Linked DNA regions of Mus musculus: region 2 is linked to region 1. The links are chromatin contacts, called in public HiChIP or PLAC-seq maps. All regions are on one chromosome and are shown on one strand. The core of a region is the stretch at or near the end of the contact, and the rest is flanking DNA. Distances in the headings are between cores, read along the strand shown.

Region 1 (6,378 bases), core at 934-3,433:
TTGACCCCCACATATGAACCTCATGCGGCATGCATGTGCATCTCCCCACATCCTCCACCTCTCCACACATATGTACACACCCCTACACAAGTATTTGCACAAAATAAATATACACAAATATACACAAACTACATAAATTAATAAGTGTTATATAAATATATAAATGTGTATATAATATATATATGTGATATATATATATAAATATATATATATTTATATTCTTTTTTCTTTTTGGTTTTTCAAGTTGGGGTTTCTCCTGCCTCACTGGAACTCACTGTATAGACCAGGCTGGCTTCGAGCTCACAGAAATCCACCTGCCTCCACCTTTCAAGTGCTGGGATTAAGGGTGTGTTCCACCACCATCTCCTGAATAAGTGTATTTTTTTTTTAATGTCTAAAACTTCAATCTAGTAGGGATGATTATAGAATTCAAGTGCTCTGGCTTTTGTGGCCGTAACCCATCCTCCTAAGGGCTAATTCAATACAAAATCTCTTTATTTACACGGAATGGTGTCTTTCTTATGCATGAGGTTCTTACACACGTTTGAGTGTATTGCTGTCTTTTTTTTTCCTTTTCCTTTTTTTTTTTTTTTTTTTTTTTTTTAAATCTCTGAGAAAAAGCCTAGCCATGTAACCCAGGCTGGCTTTGAACTCAGATCCCCCTGCATAACTCAGATTCCAAGTGCAGCCCCAATCCCATCCTGTACCACAGGATGCTCATTCCCGTCCTGTTCTACAGCATCCTCCATCCGTCTTCACGCTCTGGTACCATCATGCTCCGGTACCACGCTGCTCTCATGATTGTTGGTCTGCAACCTATTAGCTTAGTCTGTTTCCTAAGAAGGAAGCTTGCTGCAAGCTCCCCTCCTGTCAAATATGCTGTCCTTGAGTGAGGACCTGAGGTGAGGGGGAGGGTCTTAGTTAGGGTTTTACTGCTGTGAACAGACACCATGACCAAGGCAAGTCTTTTTTTTTCCTATTTATTTATTTAATGTATGTGAGTACATTGTAGTTGTACATATGGTTGTGAGCCTTTATGTGGTTGTTGGGAATTAAATTTAGGATCTCTGCTTACCCCGGTCGGCCCTACTTGCTCGGTCCCTGCTTGCTCCAGCCCAAAGATTTATTTATTATTATAAATAAGTACGGGGCTGGTGAGATGGCTCAGCAGGTAAGAGCACCCGACTGCTCTTCCAAAGGTCCTTAGTTCAAATCCCAGCAACCACATGGTGGCTCACAACCATCTGTAACAAGATCTGATTCCCTCTTCTGGTGTGTCTGAAGACAGCTACAGTGTACTTACATATAATAAATAAATAAATCTTAAAAAAAAATAAGTACACCGTAGCTGTCTTCAGACACACCAAGATCAGATCTCATTACGGATGGTTGTGAGCCATTATGGATAGTTGCTGAGATTTGAACTCAGGACCTTCGGAAGAGCAGTTGTTGCTCTTACCCACTGTGCCATCTTGCCAGCCCCAGGGCTAGTCTTATAAGGACATTTAATTGGGGTTGGTTTACAGGTTCAGAGGTTCATCCCATTATTATCAAGACAGGAACAGGGCAGCATCCAGGCAGGCATGGTGCAGGAGGAGGTGAGAGTTCTACATCTTCATCTGAAAGCTGCTAGCAGTAGACTAGTTTCCAGGCAGCTAGGATGAGGGTCTTAAAGCCCATACCCACAGTGACACACCTACTCCAACAAGACCACACCCACTCTAACAAGGCCACACCCATTCCAACAAGTTCACACCTTCTAAAAGTGCCAAGCATATACAAACCATCACAGGGGTATTGTTCCCCTGTGGCATTTTCTGCACCAGTTGTAGCCACAGAGGCTTCTCTTGCTTGACCTTCCTACTGGGCTGAGGACACTCTGGCCTTGTTACTACAGGCTGAGTGTGATGCGCGCGCGCGCGCGTAAACACACACACACACACACACACACACACACACACACACAGAACCTCTGCTCACAACCTCTCCCCAGCCCTAACTTTCTGCTACAATTCCAGGACCCAGGGCATCAGGCAAGACAGAAGGTGCAGCCAGGGCCCCTTTCCAGGGGAAGTTCCCTAGATGAACGCAGGAGATGAGGCAGCCAGGGAACGGAAAGGGGCGATTGGGCAAGAGACAAGACTGTTGACAGTTGCAGAGTGTGTGGGCTCTGTGGGCTGAGCAGACAGTGACCTCCTCACAGGTCCGGGAGCACCAGCAAACGGCAGCCTCTGAGAGGTGGGATTTGGGACTCACCCCAGCAGGCAATGCTGCTGTGTGGAGGGGCTGGGGAGGGACAGTACGGGTCCCATGCAGTTTCTTTTCCTTCTTTCTTTCCTTCCTTCCTTTCTTTTTTTCCTTCTTCCTTCCTTCGAGATGGGGGTCTTTCTATGTAGCCAAGGCTGGCCTTGAACTCACAGAGATCCACCTGACTCTGCCTCCTAAATTCTGGGATTAAAGGTATATACTGCCAACCGACTTTTTTTTTTTTTTTTTTTTTTTTTGAGATGGGGTCTTGTGTAGCTCAGGTTGGTCCTAAACTCACTACACAGCGGAAGATGACCTTGAACTCTTGATCTTCCTGCCTCCATCTTCAGGGTGCTGGGGTCATACTTCAAAGCCCAACTCCTGTCTAGCTTCTGAGTCTCAGGAGTGCAAATTGAACTTCCGTACTCCTGTACTGTCTGACAGAGGCCCGAGCTGTATGTATTACTCCTGTGAGTGAGGAGTAGATTGTGGACTTGTGAGATGGGGCAGGTCTTCTTGGCTTCTTAGAGACTCTGTTTCTCTATCCGTTAGTGAGTGAAGCTGGGGTGGGGTGGGGTGGGGTGGGACAGGCTATTGGGACTAGGTGGCTCTCGGGTGTTGGCAGTGGGAGACCATTGGCTGTGGTTGGCTTTTCCCAAGGTAAGTTTCACACTGGGCTAACCCAGTTTCTCACCTCTCTGTGACAAGATGGTAGGGATGGGAGATCCTGTAGTCTCTGGCAGATGTCAGGTTGTGGTCCTACTGTGTTGTGGTCCTACTATGTCCTCCGTTCTTTCATTCTTACATTTTGTTTATTTTTCTTTAGCCCAGCCCCCCTCCTCTCCAATTCTTGATGGGAGGCCTCGGGGCCCTGTTCTATGAGCTAAAATCCATGTCTGTGCCATCGTGGCCAGCCATCTCTTGGTGGCTAGCAGCAGGGCTCATTGGCTTCCAAGTTTGCTCCAGGTGAGGGGAGAGGTGTAGGAGACACCTGGGGCTTGATTGTTTGACTGGTTGTGAGGGGCCTTTCATTGTGCAGGGTGTATAGGAGAATCCATCAGAAACACGGGCATGAGGCCGGAGGGTACCCTGCAGCTGACTACAGAAGGGTCTTTTGGAGTCACCAAGTGAAGGGTAAGGGTAATTGCCTAGGAGCTGAGTGTGTGGAGTGTGTGTGTGTGTGTGTGTGTGTGTATGTGTGTGTGTGTGTGTGTGTGTGTGTGAGAGAGAGAGAGAGAGAGAGAGAGAGAGAGAGGCTTTCATGGACTCACCAAAGAAGGTCCCCACTGTCTGTCAGTGACCATTCCTGCCTGTGACCAATTTAGGACATGCTATTATGGAATAGGGGTGTCAGGGTCAGTGATGGATGGCGATATCCTGACCTAGGATGACCAGTATTCTGACAGACTTGGAGGCCTCGCTGGCCTCAGGGTATAGTATGATTCCCTTCCCTAGATGTCTTTGCCTGGTGGAGCTGAGTGAGGTGACCCTAGGTACCACTTTCCTACGAAATGCCAGGGGACTTCTGGGAACACACTGCAGAGAGGTGTTCCCCACATTCGAAGAGCTTATTTGGGGATTTGAACTCCTCTGCCTCTGGAGGTCCATTACTGCAGGAGCCTCATCTGGCCAGGTCTGTGCCTTTATCCGCTCACAGGGAGTACACGGTGCTTCTGTGACTTTCTGAGCTCAGGGCCAGCCCTGGCTGCCCAGGAAGCACAGCTGGCCTGCATGTGGACAGCTCTGAAGTCTTTGTCCCATCCAGGGCTGCTTCCCTGGTGTGTCCGCTTCCTTACAGAGTCGTGGTTCCAGAAACGGCCCTGGGGAGGTCCGTCCTGGGTGAGACAGGCAGCCAGTTTCAAGGAGACTCACTCCTTCAGTTTCTGGTTGGCTCTGTGTGGAGCCCAGCTGTTACTTGGACGACTTTGAGCCTCATGCCCATCAGTGACATCATCACTGTTGTCAATGTGGCCTTTACCCAGCAGTCCCCGGGGACCCGACACCCAACTCGATCAGGGCCAACAAATATTTGCTAACTGCCAGCTGAATGCCAAGCACTGGTGTATAGTTTAGTAAAAGGTGATTCGAATTTGCAGGATAAACGAGTTGAAGACGTTTCTGAGAATGGAAATTGAGAAAGTGGAACCAGAAAGGGGGTACTCCTTGCTGGGGTGGCGTGGTTTTAACTTTAATTTTCTTGCTTGAGCCTCACATGATTCTGGTGGTAAATGTTACTCTGATTTTTGCTTTTCCTTAGCTTGTATGTGAGTGTGTATGTGTGTGTGTGTCTGTGAGCTTGTGAGCGTGAGTATGTCTCTGTGTGTGATTGCGTGTTTTAGAGAGCATGTGTGAGTATGTCTGTGAGTGTGTGAGAGTGTGTATGAGTGTATGTGTGTTGAGCATGTATGTGTGAATGTGTGTATGTGTGTGTGAATGTGTATGCATATGTAAGTGTGTATGAGTGTGTGTGGGCATGAGCGTGAACATGTGTTTAAGTATGTATGACTGTGTGTGTATGTGTGTGTGTGTGTGTGTGTGTGTGAGAGAGAGAGAGAGAGAGAGAGAGAGAGAGGCAAGGTCTCACTCTGTAGAATACGCTGGTCTTGAATGCACTGTGGTCTCTGTCTTAGCCTCCCAGGGATTATTGGCAGACATCACCACACCCAGATACTTGTCTGCTTCTAGTGAGGAAACTGAGTCACTGAGAGGGTGAGTGGGTTGCCTGAGGCTGCCTTACTGGAGAGAGCAGGGCCAGGAGGGAAAGAAGAGCTCCACCTGACTTCAGAGCTCGCTCCCCATAGAGCCTCCTTTCCCTTGACTCTAGGCCTCTACTGTTACCTGCCCTCAGCAGGTCTCTCCTTGACTGTATGTCCTTGAGGCTGGAGCTGCCCCCTAACAGTCATAAAGGGGAGGGGCTTTCCTCTTAGGGGGATGTTGTAGGGAGGTGGACAGTGGCTTTCTGGGTGTGGGTGAATGTGGCCAAGGAGGGGTACATGCCCCATCACTGTTTGGTGCAGTATAGGGGTGACACATGCAGAAAATACTGGTGACATTCAGGCGGCTGAATGCAAGGACTTTCTAGCCTTTTCCTAGAAATCTGCAGAACTGGGCTGATAGCAGTGACTGATATACCCTGGCGTCACTTGTCCCACTGACCAATATACTGTGAGACGGAGGCATTTGCCCCAGTTTACTTCTTATCCACGTGCCCCTCTGCACCCACACTCTCTGACGTCTGTGTGTTTACTGTAACAGTCGGAAGGCAGGTGACAGGATCACCCCTCCCCAGCAGATATCTTTGTGGACAGGGTCTTCCCATGCAGCCCTGGCTGGCCCCGAACTCACTGTGGAGACCAGGCTGCCACTGAACTCAGAGATCCTTCTGTCTCTACCTCTGGAGTGCTGGGATTAAAATGTGTGCTACCACGCCTGGCTCAATCAAAGTCTTAAAAGAGGGTCCCATCCTGACTCTAATGCCTTCAGCGTGCCGAGTGAACCCATGGGAAGTAATGGTTTCAGATATAACCTATGTTCACATTTCTGTAGTTGTTTCCTAAGTATATCTCAAAAAATCATTTATTTAAGTGTGTGTGTGTGTGTGTGTGTGTGTAGGTTAGTGAGGAGCCTACAGGGTCAGTTCTCTTATTTTACCATGTGTATTCTGAAGTTCAAACTCAAGGCATGCTTGGTGACAAGCGCTTTTATCTGCTGGGCCATCTCACCAGCATGCATGCGCATATATATATACATATACACATATATACACACACGCGTGTGTGTGTGTGTGTGTGTACATGCATGTGCATATGTGTTGAATGGGTATATGTGTCCATGTACACACATGCATGGGCCAAAGTGTGTTGCCTGCTGTGATCCTCCGTTTCTCTCTGTCCTTAAGAAAAGGAATCTGGTCTCAATTAGATGCTCATAGCTTTGGCTAGAGGGGCTGGCAGCCTCCCAGCGTCCACCTGCTTAACCCCCATCTTTGGGTCAGAGGCATGCAGTCCTTTCTGACTTTGTTATGTGGTGCCAGGTGTTTGAAGTCAGGACCTCAGGCCTGCACAGCTGGCGCTCTCCTCAGCTCTGGCCTTGTGAGTGATGGATGAGGTAGCGGGTGTGCGCCTCTGCACC
Region 2 (6,118 bases), core at 2,195-4,694, 150 kb after region 1:
TTCAACCTAAGTAACTCGCTGGGCTGAGGCCGCAGCATAGACGGTCGAGTGCCACACGTGCGCAAGGTCTCAGCTCCCAGAACCACACCAACAGGACCTGGGGCGCGCATGTGTACGCCCATGGGAGCAGGGGATGTCTCCCGACCTTTTCATCAGCAGCCTACTCTGCTGTGTCCATCTAGCCTGCATGGGAACGGCCTCTCCCTGATCTGGGCCTGATCTCTGTTCCTCCATCTACTCTCTGAGCAGCAGCCTGAGTGACCCCGGAAAGCACAGACCAGATCCTGCCGCTCTACTCAAAAGAGCTCTACTCAAACACAGCAGTGGTCGCACTCCTTACAGAAGGACATGCTCTAAGGGCTCCGCCCCCAAGGTCAAGGTCCCAACTCTCATCAGTTGCTTCCATTCTAACAGCACCCCATGGAGAACTTTTCTGGTTTTCTACTAAAACTGGCTCCCCACCCATCCCCCCGCTAGTCTGAGAGTGGGTGTGTGGATTCCCCCCGCCCCCCAGTCTGAGAATGGGTGTGTCTCTGCTCATTTGCTCACAGCTATATCCCTAGAGCTTAGGTCACGGACACAAAGCAGGCTCACATCTATCTGGTTTTTTACTATTTTTGAGACAGGATCTCTCTGTGTAGTTCTGGCTGTCCTGGAACTCACTCTGTAGACCAGGCTGGCCGAGAACTCACAGAGATCCACCTGCCTCAGACATCTGTCAAATAAATGAGTTGGAATAAAGGAACAGTTTTATCTTCCGAGACCTGGGACCGCCTGCTTTTCACTCCTGACTGAACCGAATCCATGTCTCACTCCAGCGGTATCTTCTGCTCAGGAGCAAAGATGATTTCCCAGTGAGTTACACACATAGTAGCTATGAGGAAGACAGACACTGTCAGCAGAATCAGAGACCAGAGCCAGCCGTGTGCCTGAAACCCAGCATGTGTGAGGTGGAGGCAGGAAGAGCAGGAGTTCAAGGACACCCTGGGCTACATTGACACCCTGGTGGTGGTGGTGGTACGTGGAGCTCCTGATGCAGTCCCATGCTGGAGGTGGGGAGTGGGCGCTACTGAGTCGGTCGAGTGCTTGCCCAGTATACTTTAAGCCCTGGGTTCAATCCCCGGCACGACAAAGACCATGCATGGTGGTAGCCGGTCAAGCTGTGGCTGCCTTACCACCCAGTTCCTCCCCAATGGTGGCTTAAGTGTACCTGTGCCTGTCGGGTCGCCGCCTTGGATCATGAAGTCCTTGATGATCCTGTGGAACTTGGTGCCATTGTAGTAGCCCCGCCGAGCCAGCTCCGCGAAGTTCTTGCAGGTCTTGGGCGCATGCTTCCAGTATAGCTCCAGGACAATGACTCCCATGCTGTGGTGGGGACAGAGCCTAGATCAGAGCAGGCGGCAGCCCCCAAGACTCCTGCCGTTTGACCGTGAGAGACAGCAGCTAACTGCACCCAGAGTTCATACTCAGAAGGGAACAACCCAGGAAGCAACAAAGCCACAGCCAATCACCGGAGCGTGACACGCAGGACAGCTCTGGCATACAATGTTCCAAAGCAAAACAACCATAAACAAGCCAACATTCTAAAAGCATGTGCCGATGCTCTGAAACTAACCCCGAACAAGGGGAAAGTCCTCACATGACACCTATAGATGTAATAAAAAGACATTAAAGTATGAGTAGTTTATATACATTTGCGTCAGTCTGGGGCTTAGGCGGGGCAGAAAGCAACCAGCTAAGAGTCAGGATGTTCAATAAATATTTTCTAGCATATTTCTGATCATGTAAACATATCACCTATTGAAACCAAACTTGAATAGAAAAATAAAGCAGCCCTTGTGTTAAAGAGTGGGTCACACTGGTGGAGACGACTCAGCTCCTAAGAGCATGTCCTGCTCTTCGGGAGGACCACACTTCAGATCCCAGCACTCCACCAGGGGGCTCACAGCCACCTGTACCCCCCATCTCCATGGTTTCCAATACCTCTGGCCTCTGAACTCATGTGCACACACACATAATTAAAAGACAAATCTAGGGCTGGAGAGATGGCTCAGTGGAGAGATGCTCTCCCAGAGGTCCTGAATTCAATTCCCAGCAACCACATGGTGGCTCACAACCATCTGTAATGGGATCTGATGTCCTCTTCTGGTGTGTCTGAAGACAGGTACAGTGTACTCATATAAATAAAATAAATAAATATATCTTTAAAAAAAATCAAATCTAAAGAGAATGTGTAAAGCAAATAGGCTGGTTACTTCAAATGTCCACATACACCCATACGAGTGCTTTTATTCTCTTCTCTTAGTGCCTTTAAGGATAAAACAAGGCAGGGGGCTCCTGCTGTACATTACCCACTGAGCTCTGGGGAGAATCTGTATGGCCCAGGTTCAGGAGGTCCAGCAATGTGAGCACTCTGTAGAACTGGGAGCGAGAGCAGTGGTGCGTGCCTTCCTAATGTCTACACTCAGGAGCCAAGGGCAGACAAAATGGGGCTCAAGTCAGTAGACAGGGCAGACCAGGCTCCAAGCAGGGTTCCCTTCAATCAGTATGAAAACCAGGTTGCAGGTAAATCTATAAAATGCACCATTTCTCTGCTAAAACTGGAGGGGTGTGTGTGATACAAAGCCTTCGGGACAGGAGCTGCTAGCAATAGTAAACTGAGCGCAATCACACACAAGGGAGGCAAGGCACTAGGAGGTGGCTTAATTTTATATATTAATATAAATATAATAGAATGTTAGGTAAGCAGTCTATTCTATCCAGCCCAGCCCAGCCCCTGGACTTCTGATCCTCCTGCTTCCACCTCCAGAGTGCTAGGATTACAGGCTTGTGCAACCACACCGAGTATATATGGTGCTGTAGCCCGAGCTTGGGGCCTCGGGCATCCCCAGCTCAAAGATCACTCTTGGATTTTGGAGAAAATAAATTTTCTTCTACTTCCAAAGAAATTTGTTCAGACAACTCTACTTGTCCCGTGATGTTTACACATCTGTCTCCTTCACCATAATCCAGATTTGTGTTTTCAAAAATCCAGGTCCTACGCGCATGGCTTGTGTGATCAACACACACTTGTTGAGAAAAAAAATGAGTGAGTGAGTGAATGAATGAATGAAGATGGAAGGTGGATATAGGTAAATGAACTAATAAACGTCGTGGGGAAAGGACAGCAGATAGAAATCGTCGAGGTCTCCGGGATGTTGGAGGGGCTCCCCTGAGGTCCCTTCAGAACTTACAGGTACTCCCGGCCGCAGCTCTGTGCGTGCGGGCAACCTGCGAGTCAGGCCGGCCACTGCGGCACGAACCCGCGTCCCCTCCACCAATTCCTCCCCCACCTCCAACCCTCACCTAGTCTCCAGGTAGACGTTGGGCGGCTGCCAGGTGTCTGGGGGAATCGCCGCCATGCTGAGCGAAGGTATCCCCCCCGCTAGCAATCACTACTTCCGGCGGAGTTAACCCGGGACCCGCCCCTGGGCACACACTTCCGGTTCCCGCCGATCCGCCCGTTTGCTTGACAGGATTTAGGGCGCTGGGACAAGAATGACGAAGGATCCTTCTTTCTAGGCTGGGAAGAGGGTTGCAAGTCGAAATGCTCAGTGCAGGAACTCAGACAAGTGCAAGATTCTCCAGGGGCGATTCGCGCCACGCTCCGGAACAGTGATTGGTCTGTTTTGGCGCGGAAGGCGGGAACAACCTTCTTCACTCTGATTGGAGGGCTGGAGAATTTCCTAGTTCCCAGACTTGGGTGATGCCCCTGGCTGGCTTTGAACTCAAAAAGATCTGCCTGCTTCTGTCTGCCGAGTGCTGGGATTTAAGGCGTGCACCACCACGCCCAGCGTCTATTCCTTAAAGCAATCCTGTGGATGACAGGAGTCCCGTTTTTCAGCGGAGAAAACTGAGACTCCGCCGTTAAGTGCCACATGGCAAATCTGATCCCACAGACTCCAAAAGCAAAGAGCATGTGGAAAGAGGAAAAGGCTGGGAAGAGAGACAAAGCTTAAAATGACTGTCCCAGGAGATAGTGGTGCACGCCCCCAGCGCTGGAGCGGCAGAGGCAGGGGGATCTCAGAGTTCAAGGCCTGTACAAGGTCTCTTCTACAGAGCGAGTTTCAGGATAGCTAGGACTACTCAGAGAGGTATCCTTGGAGCTGGAAATGCAGGCCAGTTAGTAGACGGCTTGCCTAACAGGGCTTAGTGGGTAAAGTACTTGAATTTAGGTCCCTAGGACCCATGCAAATGCCAGGTAGATATGCACTTGCGGCCTCAGCAACCGGGAAAGCAGAGACCATGGGGAAGAATCCAGGGAGCTGGCTAGCCATCCAGTCTAGCCCAAATAGCTCTCTCCAAGTTCAGTGAGCCACGAGGGAAATGTATATTTTATATTGAACATCCCATAATTAACAACAAAGAAGTAGGAAAATATTTACAAGACTTCCTGAGTTCTAAGATGCATCTACCCTCCCACCCACCCACTTCCTGCACAGCAAAGCAAAAATTGAGCAAATGCTTACTCTTAACAACCTACGGCTCTTCAGAAAATTGAGCAATGCATATTAAAGAGAAGCAATCTGAACCGTAGTGTGCAAGGTACTTACTTACAGGCCAACAGAGCTGTGGGTGAACACTCTGGGGAGGCTCTCCCATTAAAGATCAGATAAATAAAAAAGACTTTAATTTTTTATTTATTTTGTGTGTGTGTGTGTGTGTGTGTATCTGGGTTTGTATGGGCACACAGGAGCCCACAGAGGCCAGAAGAGTGTGTCAGATCCCCCAGAACTGGAATTACATGCAGGCTCTAGCTGGCATATGGAGGTTAGGAACAGAGCACCTGAACCATTTCTCCATCCCTAAGAATGACATTTTTCATGATTAAGGAAAATTATTTTTAAAAACAGTCTCTTGGACCGGAAAGGTGGCTCAGAGGGTAAAGTTACCTGCTTCCAAACCTGAAGACCTGAATTCAACCTGGGACCCATACAGCAGAAGAAAAAAACTTCTCATAAGACACACAAATACACACACACACACAGAGAGACACACATATACACAGAGAAGAGAAGCGGCAGGGGCTCTAGCTCAGTGAGAGCTTAGTTGCCCAGCATGTCAGAAGCACACACTAAACCATCAAAAGCAGCTAACTTCCACAGCCTAAAATTATAGATTTTATCTTATCTTTTTTAGGGGTACTTTTTTTTTTTTTTTTTTTTTTTTTTTTTTTTTTTTTTTGGTTTTCGAGACAGGGTTTCTCTGTGTAGCCCTGGCTGTCCTGGAACTCACTTTGTAGACCAGGCTGACCTCGAACTCAGAAATCCGCCAGCCTCTGCCTCGCAAGTGCTGGGACTAAAGGCATGCGCCACCACGCCCGGCTGGGGAGTACTTTTTAATTTTTTTTTTTTAAGTTTTGTAATGTTTTGGCATTTTCGATGTGTTCTACAATTATGTTATATTAAGGCAGGCCAACGTCAACTTAAAAATAATCCAGTGTCGAATCCGACCCTCAGCTCAGCACCATTTCTGACCCATATTTGACACTGCACTGTGAGGCGGCCTGTCAGCCTTCTCTGTGTTTGTGAGGGTGAGTGAGCGGTGTGAGCCTTTACTCCTCACTCACCAGTAGGCCTTCAGGGGGCTTCTCCCCAGAGATCTTAGGGGCCATGTGATTAGGCTACCCCATAGTTAGACATTCCTGTCCCTTCCTCCTCCTCCCTCGCTTTGCCCGCTTCACCCCTTCCTTCCCTTCTTCTCCCTCCTTCTTGGGCATGGCTTGCTCTTCAGGCTTCCCTTCAACCTCTCTCCCTAGCGACACCTAGAGAGACTTAACTCTGTCTGTCTTCCTGTTCTCTTTCTCCCTTAATCTTCATGGTTTATGTCATTAAGAATATCTTTATAGGGCTGGAGAGATGACTCCGCAGTTAAGAGCACAGACTGCTCTTCCAGAGGACCTGAGTTTAATTCCCAGCAACCACATGGTGGCTCACAACCATCTGTAATGGGATCTGATGCCCTCTTCTGATGTGTCTGAAGACAGTGACAGTGTACTCACATACATGAAATAAATAAGTCCTTTTTAAAAAAAAAAAAGCCTTATAAAAATCTCCAACTCAGCTTTTAATTAGTTAGG

Evidence for each region. HiChIP or PLAC-seq counts read pairs in DNA pulled down with a chosen protein or histone mark.
Region 2: an H3K4me3 HiChIP or PLAC-seq map of bone marrow-derived macrophages shows a contact between it and region 1, with 3 times the contacts expected there. The contact joins the promoter of Ppil1 here to the promoter of Rab44 in region 1. A contact is called at or near these places in 1 of 39 promoter capture datasets (pre-B cells), 4 of 484 Hi-C or Micro-C datasets (the CH12 cell line, embryonic stem cells and liver), 4 of 115 datasets of contacts at active chromatin or transcription factors (the HPC-7 cell line, bone marrow-derived macrophages, embryonic stem cells and 1 more) and 3 of 9 other capture datasets (adipose tissue, liver and pancreatic islet).

The regions. Positions count from the first base shown.
Region 1 is chr17:29,111,998-29,118,375 of GRCm38.p6, forward strand. Rab44 (RAB44, member RAS oncogene family) reads left to right here and starts at 2,184. Exons shown (of 14, transcript NM_001364848.1): 1 at 2,184-2,238.
Region 2 is chr17:29,260,527-29,266,644 of GRCm38.p6, forward strand. Ppil1 (peptidylprolyl isomerase (cyclophilin)-like 1) reads right to left here and starts at 3,445. Exons shown (of 4, transcript NM_026845.4): 1 at 3,346-3,445; 2 at 1,211-1,365. The coding sequence starts at 3,401.